Linked DNA regions of Mus musculus: all the other regions are linked to region 3. Evidence: chromatin contacts called from public HiChIP or PLAC-seq and promoter capture Hi-C data. All regions are on one chromosome and are shown on one strand. The core of a region is the stretch at or near the end of the contact, and the rest is flanking DNA. Distances in the headings are between cores, read along the strand shown.

What was found. Promoter capture Hi-C pulls out the DNA fragments that hold promoters and counts their contacts. HiChIP or PLAC-seq counts read pairs in DNA pulled down with a chosen protein or histone mark.
Region 1: a contact with region 3 is called in an H3K4me3 HiChIP or PLAC-seq map of embryonic basal ganglia, with 4 times the contacts expected there. The contact joins the enhancer-like site here to the promoter of 2700038G22Rik in region 3. A contact is called at or near these places in 17 of 39 promoter capture datasets (the 3T3-L1 cell line, 3T3-L1-derived adipocytes, the HPC-7 cell line and 13 more), 16 of 115 datasets of contacts at active chromatin or transcription factors (the 230-238 cell line, bone marrow-derived macrophages, cardiomyocytes and 12 more) and 2 of 9 other capture datasets (embryonic stem cells and liver).
Region 2: a contact with region 3 is called in a promoter capture Hi-C map of embryonic stem cells, with 3 times the contacts expected there. The contact joins the enhancer-like site here to the promoter of 2700038G22Rik in region 3. A contact is called at or near these places in 16 of 39 promoter capture datasets (the 3T3-L1 cell line, the C10 cell line, the HPC-7 cell line and 12 more), 5 of 115 datasets of contacts at active chromatin or transcription factors (acute myeloid leukemia, bone marrow-derived macrophages, embryonic basal ganglia and 2 more) and 2 of 9 other capture datasets (adipose tissue and macrophages).

What each region holds. Positions count from the first base shown.
Region 1 is chr5:24,123,389-24,127,427 of GRCm38.p6, forward strand. Klhl7 (kelch-like 7) reads left to right here. Exons shown (of 11, transcript NM_026448.3): 2 at 3,434-3,536. Among named protein-coding and RNA genes, the nearest start is that of Klhl7, 25 kb to the left of the region's middle. Within about 2 kb of position 1,528, at least 25 of the 459 cell types and tissues checked have an H3K27ac peak or open chromatin away from gene starts, as enhancers often do. A contact at or near this core is called in embryonic basal ganglia, embryonic forebrain and embryonic stem cells, where this site is marked.
Region 2 is chr5:24,179,824-24,183,362 of GRCm38.p6, forward strand. Nupl2 (nucleoporin like 2) reads left to right here. Exons shown (of 7, transcript NM_153092.4): 6 at 1,258-1,342; 7 at 2,085-3,539. The coding sequence ends at 2,653. Among named protein-coding and RNA genes, the nearest start is that of Nupl2, 17 kb to the left of the region's middle. Within about 2 kb of position 2,183, at least 21 of the 459 cell types and tissues checked have an H3K27ac peak or open chromatin away from gene starts, as enhancers often do. A contact at or near this core is called in embryonic stem cells, where this site is marked.
Region 3 is chr5:23,848,836-23,852,440 of GRCm38.p6, forward strand. 2700038G22Rik (RIKEN cDNA 2700038G22 gene) reads left to right here and starts at 1,762. Exons shown (of 4, transcript NR_045042.1): 1 at 1,762-1,786; 2 at 3,286-3,320. It overlaps Gm42228 (a long non-coding RNA gene), which reads right to left. Exons shown (of 2, transcript XR_880875.3): 2 at 619-1,295. Snord93 (small nucleolar RNA, C/D box 93) reads left to right here and starts at 3,398; the gene lies at 3,398-3,442.

The sequences.
Region 1 (4,039 bases), core at 278-2,777, 270 kb after region 3:
AGGGAAAATAAGCTTGGGAAACATCCAGGGGCATTACCTTCTAGGGGAGAAACGCTCTAAGTTGGGGTCTCACACTATGTTTTATCTCTGATATCTTAGCAGTGTGATTATAAGTTAAGAATTTTTTTCTAAATCTTGTTTCCAAATGTTACTTTCTCCATTTTACTTCATCGCTGATGTTTTAGGTTTTTTCTTAGTCTGATTTATAAATTTTCAAAATTTTTGTCTAAGGCTTTATCTCTGAGAAGGCAATAGTACTGTTAAGGTGAAAATGAGGATTATTAGTATGATAATTGTCATAATCAGTGATATGCTACTTCCAGTTTAGATGTATCTGTTTCTCTTATTTGTGTCTTTGAACCATTTAAAAGAGATCAGATAAGCTAGACAACCTCTGTCATTGTTCATCTTTATAGTTATCAATTTTGGATTATTTTTATATATGTGTGTGAAATTTAAATCCAGTTTTCTTCCCTTTTCAGTCTTAAAACAATTTTTTTACCTTCTCTGAAAAGAAGTTTTGGTTCATTTGGATTCTTTCTGTGTGTCCTTTTTTTGTCTCCCTTTATTGTTTAGCTCAGGACACTGCCACTGTCCTTGGCCCTCTGGTTAACAGGAAAGGGTGAATTGCAGAAAAACCGCAGTTTTGTCTTATGCCACTGCAGTCCTGGGCCCTTGTGTGTGCAGCATATACTCACAAATACCTCCTATGGCTTTCCCCCACTCTGAGAAGGTGACTGTAGTTCAGCACTCTCAGGTTTAACTGAGAGCTGTGTTTTGAACTTGTGTGTTTCTGCTCTGTGTTCATTAGAGGAATGACCCCTCAGACTCTGTCTCCCTGCCCCTCAGCTAGCCTAGCTGTACTGAGTTGAGTTCTCCTTTGACCTGCTAAAGTCCTGCTTCCATCCTACTCTTAGAAGTGCTGCCTTTGTCTCTTGCTGTAGCAGCTGGGGCACAAATCCTGTCCTGGGGCAGGATTTCTGTTAGTCTGAGAGAGAATGCAGGCTCAGGGGCCTCAATCAAGTGCTCTGTAGCCCAGCAGGGCCCTTTGTTTCCTGCTCTTTACCCACTACTCTGTCTAATACCTGAATATGAATGAAAAGGTTTAAATTACATGCCTTCCATGTTGAGTGCCATCAGCCCCGCCCCCTCCCTAATAACAACTCTGAGACTCAAAATATATTTATAAACACTTTTGGCCTTATGCTTTGGTTGATTCCCTGATTAGATCATAACTTAATATCCCATTCATTCTAGTCTAAGTTCTGCCACATGGCTAGCCCCCAGGCTTCTGTCCTCCATGTTCCTGGGTGAATTTCCCACACGTCTCTTTCCCAGAATCCTTTTTTCCTACCAGATGTCCCTCCTTCTATTCTACCCCTTCCTATATATAGCCCATAGGTTTTTTTTGTTTTGTTTTGTTTTTTTTTTTGTTTTTTTTACTGACAGGTGCTGTGTCTACACAGTACATCAGAGATTCTGTGTGCACTACTTTGCATATTTTAGTATGGCATATGGCAAGTCACCCGAGGACTGTTGCTTGTTTGCACCCTACTCACATAGGTCAGACAGTGAACCTTTAAAAGCTCAGCTTTCTATGGAAGCAACAATAGCTTTAGGGGCTACCAATCTGCATAAGATTCTAAGTACTGGCCCACAAAACTTAACAAATCTTGAAATAGACTAAATGTAAAGTTCTGTATCTCTTTTAGTCTGCTTTGGGTGGCTCCTTTCCTTTTTCCTAAGTATTAGCATCTTACTTGGATTTTTATTCGCAAAATAAAGTAGGATTGGTGGAATGGCTTAATGGGTAAGAGCACTTGCTGTGTAAGCAAGAGGAGCTGGTTTCAAATTCCCACAGAAAAGCCCCACAAAGCAAATGTGTTTATAACCGAGTGGAAGGTGGAGAGATCTGGTCCTGAAAGCCCTCTCGTCCAGCCTCACAAAGACAGCCAGCTTTATGTTCATTGAGAGATTTAGTCAGTTAGTGGAGGTAGGTGGAGGAGGGAGACAACGGGATAACCTTTTTTGACCACTGAATGCACAGGCCATGTATGTATACTTATCTGCATATATGTGGTACACGCATACGCATGCATGCACGCATGTGTGTACTCACATAAACAAAATAGCTAAATAGTAGGAAATGTCAATTTTTCAAAAACTATTAGTAAAATACTTATTTAGGAAAACACTTAAAATTTGCAAAAACTGTATCTGCTAAGCTACTAAATTATTGATTTGCAACAAGATTTACAAACCACTTAATATGGGGCTGGAAAGATGGCTCAGCAAAGGACCCAGGTTCAATTCCCATCACTCACATGGCATTTAAAAACCATCCCGATGCCTGGGGATTGACATCCTCATCTGACTCCCTCAGGGGTCATGTGGTACACAGACATACTTACAATCAAAACACCCATACACATAACAGTTAAAACTTAAAATAAAAAAAAAAAAGAATAATGGAATATGTTACCTCCCAGTGGTTAGAATATCTTCAGCTTCATTGTGAATATATTTTTTGATGTGTTCCCCCAAAGACATTTCTTTTTCTTTAAAAGTCATCTGTAAGGTGCTAACCCTTGATGTATTTTCAGTACTCCTTTTTTTCCCTATCCTTTTGAAGTTTAAGTTATTGCAGGCCTACCTTCTTTGCACAGCCTAGAGTGTCACTGCTGTTGTCTTGGTCAGGAATTAGTTTAGAAATGGCTGCTATCCAGCTTCTATTTAAAGGATGTTTGTGAGACAAGCTATTTAAGGGAAGATTGCTAAAGAGTCACTTCATTTACTCTGTGTCTGAGTCCTTTCTGGTTCCCACTACCTTTTTGGGTTATGTGCCATATTCTCTGGATTTTACCAAGCATTGATAACTTGCACATATTATATCATTTAATTGTCCCCTTCCCTGTTGAAAGCTAACAATAAAGGCCTTAGAATTTATGACAGGAAAAAAGTTTTGGCTTCCCTGAAGGATTAGCAGACTCTTTTTCTATTGACAGTCAAAGCAAGATAGGATGTCCTTATACAGCCCAGACTGGCCTCAGAGTGATTCTCCTCAGCCTCTGGGCGGCTGTGTACCACCCATGCAGCTCTGCAGACTTTTGTTTTGTTTGTTTCTCTTTTGTTTTTCAGGATAGGGTCTCTTTCTATAATCTTGGCTGTCCTGGAATCCCCTTTATATACCAGACTTGCTTTTAATACACTAACTTGTGTTTCTCTTGACTGTTGGAAGTATAGTACCAAATGTTGATACTATCTAACAGGTACTCTAAGTCTTTGACAAATGCTCTCTAAAGTGTGTGGAAAGGATATAAGTAGAAAATATGTACAGGCATTACAGCATTTGGTAGGTTCCTACTTTGCTATACTTACTATTGCTGAGCTCCAACCAGTGAGCTCCTTTTCATATACTTTTCTCCTCTACTAGAGAACACTGTGTGACGTGATCCTCACTGTCCAGGAAAGAAAGATCCCCGCTCACCGCGTTGTCCTGGCTGCAGCCAGTCACTTCTTTAACTTAATGTTCACAAGTAAGTGTTTTTAGGTTAAAAACTATTGTTTTTTTCTATGAGAATTGGGTAGAGTCTAAATAAGCATTTTTTTTTCTAGTTTTTAAAGCTTTTTATAACTTAAGGCTACAAGACAGTAAAGAGAATGAGAGTGGTCAGCTGTGATGTCGGTCACACAGTGAATGCTCCTTCATTAGCCCCAAGTGGAGGACGGAGGGAAAGGAGACATACTGTCGTGGAAAAAAGTCTATTTTTAGCTGAAACCTAGAGCCTGATTACACCCTTCAGTATTGCCTTATGAGGATTGGTTTGTTGATCTCAGACAGGAGCCAGCCAGGACGGGGCTTGGAACTTTGAGTTGTCCTCTTCCCTCTGCCTCCTCCCTAGTGCTGGGATTGCAGGTGTGCATCATGACACCTGTCTCTTCTCTGTGATCTTCATCAACTTAAATAGTGAACCTGCCTCAGGTGTTGACTTTGATGCCCTACCTATCTCTGAGAATTTGGAGGATATTAGAGAAGAGT
Region 2 (3,539 bases), core at 933-3,432, 330 kb after region 3:
ACTGAAATATGTCAAAACACATCATCTCTGCTCAACCTGAGGGTGATGACCCTTTCACAGGGGTCACATATGAGACATCTATATGTCAGATATTTATGTTACAGTTATGTAACAGTAGCAAAATTACAGTTTTGAAGTAGCAACTAAAATAATTTTATGTTGGGGAGGTCACTGCAACATGAGGAAATTGTATTAAAGTGTCACAGCATTAGGAAGGTTGAGAAGTAGCTCTATGTGAACTAGATGAAATTGTCTAAGATACTTCTAGGAAAGAAAGCTCAGCTTCAATGGTTTCAGGCTTGGTGCAGTGGTATGCAACTTTAATCACGGCACTTAGGTAGAGGAGAGGTGGATATCTGTGAGCTCAAGATAGCCTAGTCTATAGAGAAAAAAAGAAGAAAGACAAATGTCTTGGAGGGAAGGAGTCGGGATTGGTGGAAGGTTCCTTGAAAAGGGCATCCATCAGTCAGCAGAGTAGGTCAGTCCAATGGGTTTTAGTAGGAAGCGTTTTATAGCACTGTGACTGCAAGTTGAGTTGAAGCATTGAGGAGGTAGCCTGGGCATACTCTGACAAGAGACCTCCAAGAGAAAGCTCTGAATGGCTTTGAAAGCCCTGTTTTTATAGTGCTGCAGATCAGGCTGGGCTTACCCAGGCCAGGCGGATTCTACCTGACCCATACTCCTCCCTAACTATGGCTTCTGAGATTGACTTGAATACGTTTATATATATATATAGCTTTCAGTAATTTGAGGGATTTTAAAGTTTAACTTTTCTAAACACCCAGTTAAACCTGTACCTGGAGTGACTAACAAATTCGGGTGTAATTTTATAAACACTGACATGTGTGGTTTTCTAGAATGCAATTTTATTTATTCTTGAAGGTTTTTTATATGGATACAATGTATATTGATTAAAAAATGTTTTTCTGATTATAATATGTTGTTTTTAACAAGTTGAATTCTAACAATTTTAATTAACAAATTGAATTTAACAACTTGAACTTTAACAAGTATAAAATTAAAGTTGTCCCCAGCCAGAGATAACTGTCGTTCATTTCTAGTGCAGTTTTATATCAATGTGCATATTAGTTGATTTTATAGTTTGTGGAGTATTATATCCTTTCCTTCTCTTGATCACATAATGGACATTTTATATATTAAAAGTGCATATTTAAATAATACATTTTTAAAATGTACTGTATAGCAACAGTCTATGATAACTACTCATGAAGTGTTGTATTTGTGTTGGTTTTTCAGCTCTCTGACGTAAAAGATGGGGTCAGTCAAGCAGTGCCTGCGTTTGGATTTGGAAGTAAGCAAGCAGGGTCGTTTGGGTCACCAGGTAAGAGAGTGTGGCTCAGAAAAGTGGGATGCTATAGATTGCAACTTTAGAAAGCCTGAATCACCATTTTAAATAATTCTCACAAATTCCTCCATAATGGAGCCTTGAAGAACTTAGCTCCACAAATGCTTTGGGAAGGTAGGCTGGTGGAGTGGGAGTAAGGGGGAGTGCTGGGGCTCAGCTTATAGAAGTACTTTTGTCTCTGAGATAGGCTATTACTGTGTAGCCCTGGCCTGGAACTCACTTTGTGAACCAGGACTTTTGATCCTTCTGCCTCTGCCCCTGCAATGGGAGTACAGATGGGAACCACCATGCCCAGCTCTAGAAGAACATTTTAGGAATGTCTCTCTGCCTCATAGGAAACTGGGCGTGATGATTATATATATATATAATTCTAGCCTGCAGAGGCTGCAGTAAAGAATCAAACATCTAAGGCAAGCTTGGCCTTCATAGCAAGGCTCTCAGGAATTTGATAGGAGCACACCAGTGTGGCAGGAGTGTCATTGAGACCTTTGTCAGCACACAGCAGTCACAAGGCTGCTCTGCTGAAAAGCATGGCAAGCCGAAGCGCACACCCACTCTGACTCGCATGGACGCATGAGTCGTGACAGGGCAGTGGGACTCAGAGGGTCGGTTTAACTTTGTTTTCATGTGTCCCTAAACTCTTCAATATCTACACATGTCTGAAATAAGAGAAGGGAGCGGCACGGCCACATTTTCTGACTGTAACCTATGTTTGTAGGCTTCCCAGTGAATAACAGCAGCAGCAGTACTGTTCAGAACTTTAGTTTTAAAACAAGCCCTGGACTTGCCACTCCTCCTTCCGGAAGCACTTCAGTATTTGGAAGTCACCCAGCCTTTGGGGCTGGGCCCTCTGCGGGCTCCTCCATCTCTTCCTCCACTCCAGCCTTTGGACTTGGGAAACCTGAAGCCACGTCTGCTGCATCATTTTCGTTCAAGAGCCCTGAAGGTTCCAGTTTTGCATCACCTGGGTTTTCGGGATTTCCAGCCTCCATGGCAGCGAGTCCCTCTGGCTCTACAACAGCCCCTCCCTTGAGAAGCGGCAGTTCTGTGGCTGGTTTTGGCAGTCCTAGCCCACATTCTCAGGCTGTATTTGCTAAACCTTCCACTGACGTGTTTGGAGGTAGCGGCATATCTACCTCTGTCCTAGCCTCCGGTGCCGCTGATAACGCACTGTTCACACCCAGGGATCAGCTGATGAAGGAAGAACTGGAGCAGTTTCAATCCCAGAGATTTACCCTGGGAAAAATTCCACTGAAGCCGCCACCGGTCGAGCTTCTGACTGTATAAAGGTCAGGTTTAAATACAGAAAGAATGCCTTAGCCAGGCATGTCCTGCATGCCTACAGTCTGGGAAGCTGAGCAGCAGAACACCACAAATTCAGGCCAGTGTGGACAGCACAGAGTGAACAAGAGACCTCCAAGAGAAAGCTCTGAATGGCTTTGAAAGCCCTGTTTTTATAGTGCTGCAGATCAGGCTGGGCTCACCCAGGCCAGGCGGATTCTACCTGACCCATACTCCTCCCTAACTATGGCTTCTGAGATTGACTTGAATACGTTTATATATATATATAGCTTTCAGTAATTTGAGGGATTTTAAAGTTTAACTTTTCTAAACACCCAGCTAAATAAAGGATAGCCAAAAAAGTCAATAAGCAAGGGACTCTTTTGTACTGTAATTACGAGTGGAACTAAACAGTACAGTGTACTGAATAAAGTAATTTTCTCATTCTACTCCACTTTCTGTCCCTTTAAATAGGGATGTGAACAGTGGTTTCTGGAGATCAAACCCAGGTACAGTGTCTCCTGCATGACAGGAACTCCGTCTCCCAACTCTGACTTGTGCCTGCATGTGTGTCTGTGCACCACGTACATGCCTGGTTCCTTTAGAGGTCAGATTCCCTGCAGCTGAGGTTACAGTTGTGAGGCACCATATAAAGGTGCTAGGAACTGAACTCTCGTCCTCTGAAGCAGCAGTCCTCCTAACCTCTGAACTATCTACCTCTCCAGTCCCAAGCCCTCACCTTTTACATGGGAGAAAATCAAACGTGGAAGGAGCCGCTGAGTGGGTGGAGCAGTGGCTGCAGAGATATGCAGATGTGAGGACCCAAGCTGATGCCCAGCACTTAGGCATGGGAGTGCGTGAATCTGTCTCCCCAGCACTCAAGAGGCAGAGA
Region 3 (3,605 bases), core at 512-3,011:
TGAGGTGACGTGGCCTGCCGTGAGTGGATGCGGGCTGAGAGTATATAAGAGTGAGAGGCCCGGGGTTGGGGGAGAGAGATGAAGAGGGAGAGAGATGAAGACTGAAGGTTGCCGAATAAACTGCTGTTAGAAGAACTGGTGGTCTTGTCGTTCGGGCTGGTCGAGGACGAATGCAACAAACCATCACAAGGATAGTTTTGGCCACACTGTGCTGTGCTTAAGTATACCTAAAATAAATAACTGAGGTCTGACTGCCAAAGTTTTGTCAGCGCTGACCACTGAGCCCTGTGGAGCTGACCTGCCTTGTATCCTCACCTCCCAAGGCTCCTCTCTCTGATGCCCATGCAGGCTGCAGAGACCTCTGCAGGGCGGGGAGGACTAGTGAAGAGTCTAGCTGAGTCAGTGACGCCCAGTGATAGAACTTGTCTCAAAAAATAATGTGGAGAATAATTGAGGGAAAGAAACACCAACCTGTGACCTCCACGTGCATGGGCAACACGAGCACAAACACAAAGACACTCACGTACACATACTGAGAAACAAATAGAGAAACAGTTTAAGGTGCCTATAGATATGTTCTTGTGTTGGGGTCTAAAAATCCAAAACAACCCGAGCAGGTTCAAGAGTCCCCCCAAAGCAAGATCTTTATTTGAATTAGGCAGCAAAAATCAACCAGTTAGGAACAGCAGCACAGACTCCGTCTGACTGCGTCTTCGAACATCTTAGTAAGTATTTAAGCAGATGACAAAGATGTATTGCACTCGGGCTGCTGCTGATCAATCAGGGCCATAGAAGAGACTCAGGAACTGAACTGCAACCCCAAGCCAGAATGGTACGGGGCTTTTAAGCTTGAAATCCATAAACGTCTGTGCTAAGTTATCCCACCAATCAGGACTTAGGGGTAGGGGACTTCCTTAAGAGCACGTCTTTGTGGTGCACTTACTCTGTTCCTACAGGACTCAACTGCAGCGTTCATGTTGAAGTGCACTCACCTAGCATCCATGCTTCTACTCACCAAGCAGGAAGTCAGTTACCCAGGGAGGTCTTGGGAACTTAAACTTTGAGTTAAGGCCTGTTCCAAATGGCTTCAGTTGGTTCCTTCTTACACCACTGTCTTCTGAATTCTCCTCTTGCGTTCCCACAAGCAATGGATGAGTGGGGTCTGGGGTGCAGGCGTTTTGATAAGTGTGTAAGTGGTACCATGGTGGTGTCTTACTTTTCAGTTCCTCAGTGGCCTGTGACGCTTAACATACCAAGAGCACACAAAGAGTAGGCAACTCTTTTGAGGGCTGTTGCTATAAGGAGAAATAAAAGGTGGCTTACTTGTGGCAGGATGTAGCAGGAATTTAATGGCGGATGTTTTGGTCTGTTTGGTTGGTTTACGTTTTGTTTTTACATGGCTAGAGAGATGGTTTGCCGCTTAAACAGTGTTCTGTTCTTGTAGAGGACCTGAATTTAGTTCCCAGCATTCAATTTAGGAGGCTCACAGCTGTCTGTGAGTCCAGCTCCAGGGAAGCTGACACCTATGTCTGGCATTTTGAGCACATGCAAATATCACAGACAGACATAGTTTAAGTCTTTTTGGGGAAGCGGGCGGGGCCAGTGGCTCTGGTGCCGCCAGGGGGCGCGTGAGGGCCGGCGCTGGAGTCAGGCGGGAACGGGGGAAGGGGCGGGCAGGAGGGGCGCTGGGCCACTCTGGTTGGCTGAGCCCCGGTGCTCAATGTCCGGTCGGTTTTAAACTCGGTCCCGCCCTGGCGCCCAGCTCTTCCGCCGCGGCGCGCTCCTGGTAAGTACTCTCCCCATTGCGAGTCCCAGGACCACGCCACGTGGTCTTGGCGATTTTCACGGCGCTCGCCCGTGGCGCGGGTCCCTGCCCATACGCGTCCCTTCTGTGTGGGACAGGCGATCAGCCTTGCGCTGCCCGGATTTGTCCCCTCTCGGATGGAGGCGCGGCGTCCGGACAGCCCGGGTCCTGGGCACACTCGGGGCTTCCCGCCCGCCCAGGACTCCGATGACGGGGACATCGACTATTTAGGAAGCGAATGAGATCAGAGCTCGGAAAGTAGCAGGAGGCAGGATAATCCCAGTGTCAGCAAGGGCAGGGGTGATTTCGCCCACGCAGGCGCGTCCTCGCCGCCGCACGTGTCCTTTAATTGCTGCTTGGCACAAAGGCTGGGCTTTTTGTTTTGTGCTCATTTGTTTTAAGGTTTGAGGGTATATTCAGGCGGATACCTGCAACCGAGTCCAGCAGGGACCTCTGCCTACAGGACCTGGATTACCCTACTGCTGACACAGACCCAGCCTGTCTGGGTTTTGGGTCCTGGGAGAAATCTGAGCCACTGGATTAGCACTTAAGCAAGGTGACTTATAAGCAATGATTTAGGAATCGTGATTTGGAATTCCTAAGACCGGGTATAGGTGTTTAGCGAGCACCCAGGAGTCCTCCCTGTTTAAGAGGTGACTGATTGAGACACCAATTAAAAGTAAATATCATGGTTGGAGAGATGACTCAGTGGTTAAGAGTACTGACAGCTCTTCTAGAGTTCCCGAGTTAAATTCTCAGCAACCACATGGTGGCTCACAACCATCTGTAATGAGATCTGATGCCCTCCTCTGGTGTTGTCTGGAGATAGCAACAGTGCACTCATATAGAAGAAATAAATCTTTTTAAAAGATTATTAGATTATTGAGACAGATTGTCATACTGGCCCAGAGAATATTTGTGCTCTAGGACCCTAAGTATTGGCATTTATGGACATAAGCCACTGTGCCTGGTAAAGGACATTTTAGAGGAAAAATAGGCTTGTGGGCTCTTGTAAACAAGTTCCCTGTGTTGTAGTTTTCTTTCCGTTAGAGGTTAGGGTTCTGTTGAGCCCCTTCGAGAGTGAAGGGCAGCATGAGCCACCTTCTAAGGTAAGGAGTTATTTTTCCCTTCCTCATTCAGGCTCAGGAGACACATCTGACGCTGCTTCTGGTTTTGAAATCAGAGAAAATGTTTCACTTTCTTAAAGGAAGAGTACTGCTATTACCTGCAGTACTATTTGCTTCTAAACATTAAGAGTTTTTGCTTCTGGGGTGGAAATAGTGGGAAAGATGGCCCAGAGGGAATAAAATGGACTCCCAGCTGTCAGCAGTATGAAGATTAGAGCTCTGTGCAGGAATAAATGCTAGTCAGAGGCAGGCCTTCCATCACCAGATGCAGCTAGGAGCCACCAGGAAGGTCCTTTCTGAAGGAAGCTGTGGCTGCTGCTTGTAACAGTGCTGGTTCTTTTTTCTTTTGAGCAGATGAGTGCTGTGTCCAGGATGATCATGAATTCAAGGTATGTGTTAGATGGCAAGTTTGGCTTTCCAGGCATAATTCCAGGAACAGTTCTTGGCCAAGGATGAGAACTCTAACCTGACTGGATACGCTGCTGTGATGGGTTAAAGGATTTACCTGAGGCCAATAGAACAGGCAGGAATTTAATGCAGTCACCCCATGTCTTTTTAAAGTAGATGAGGGGTTGGAGAATGGAGTGAGAGGGCTTAGCAGTGCCAAGCCCGTTACCTTTGATTCTGGGACCTGGTGGAGAGAGCCAGCTCTCTAGAGTTATTCTTGCACCTTC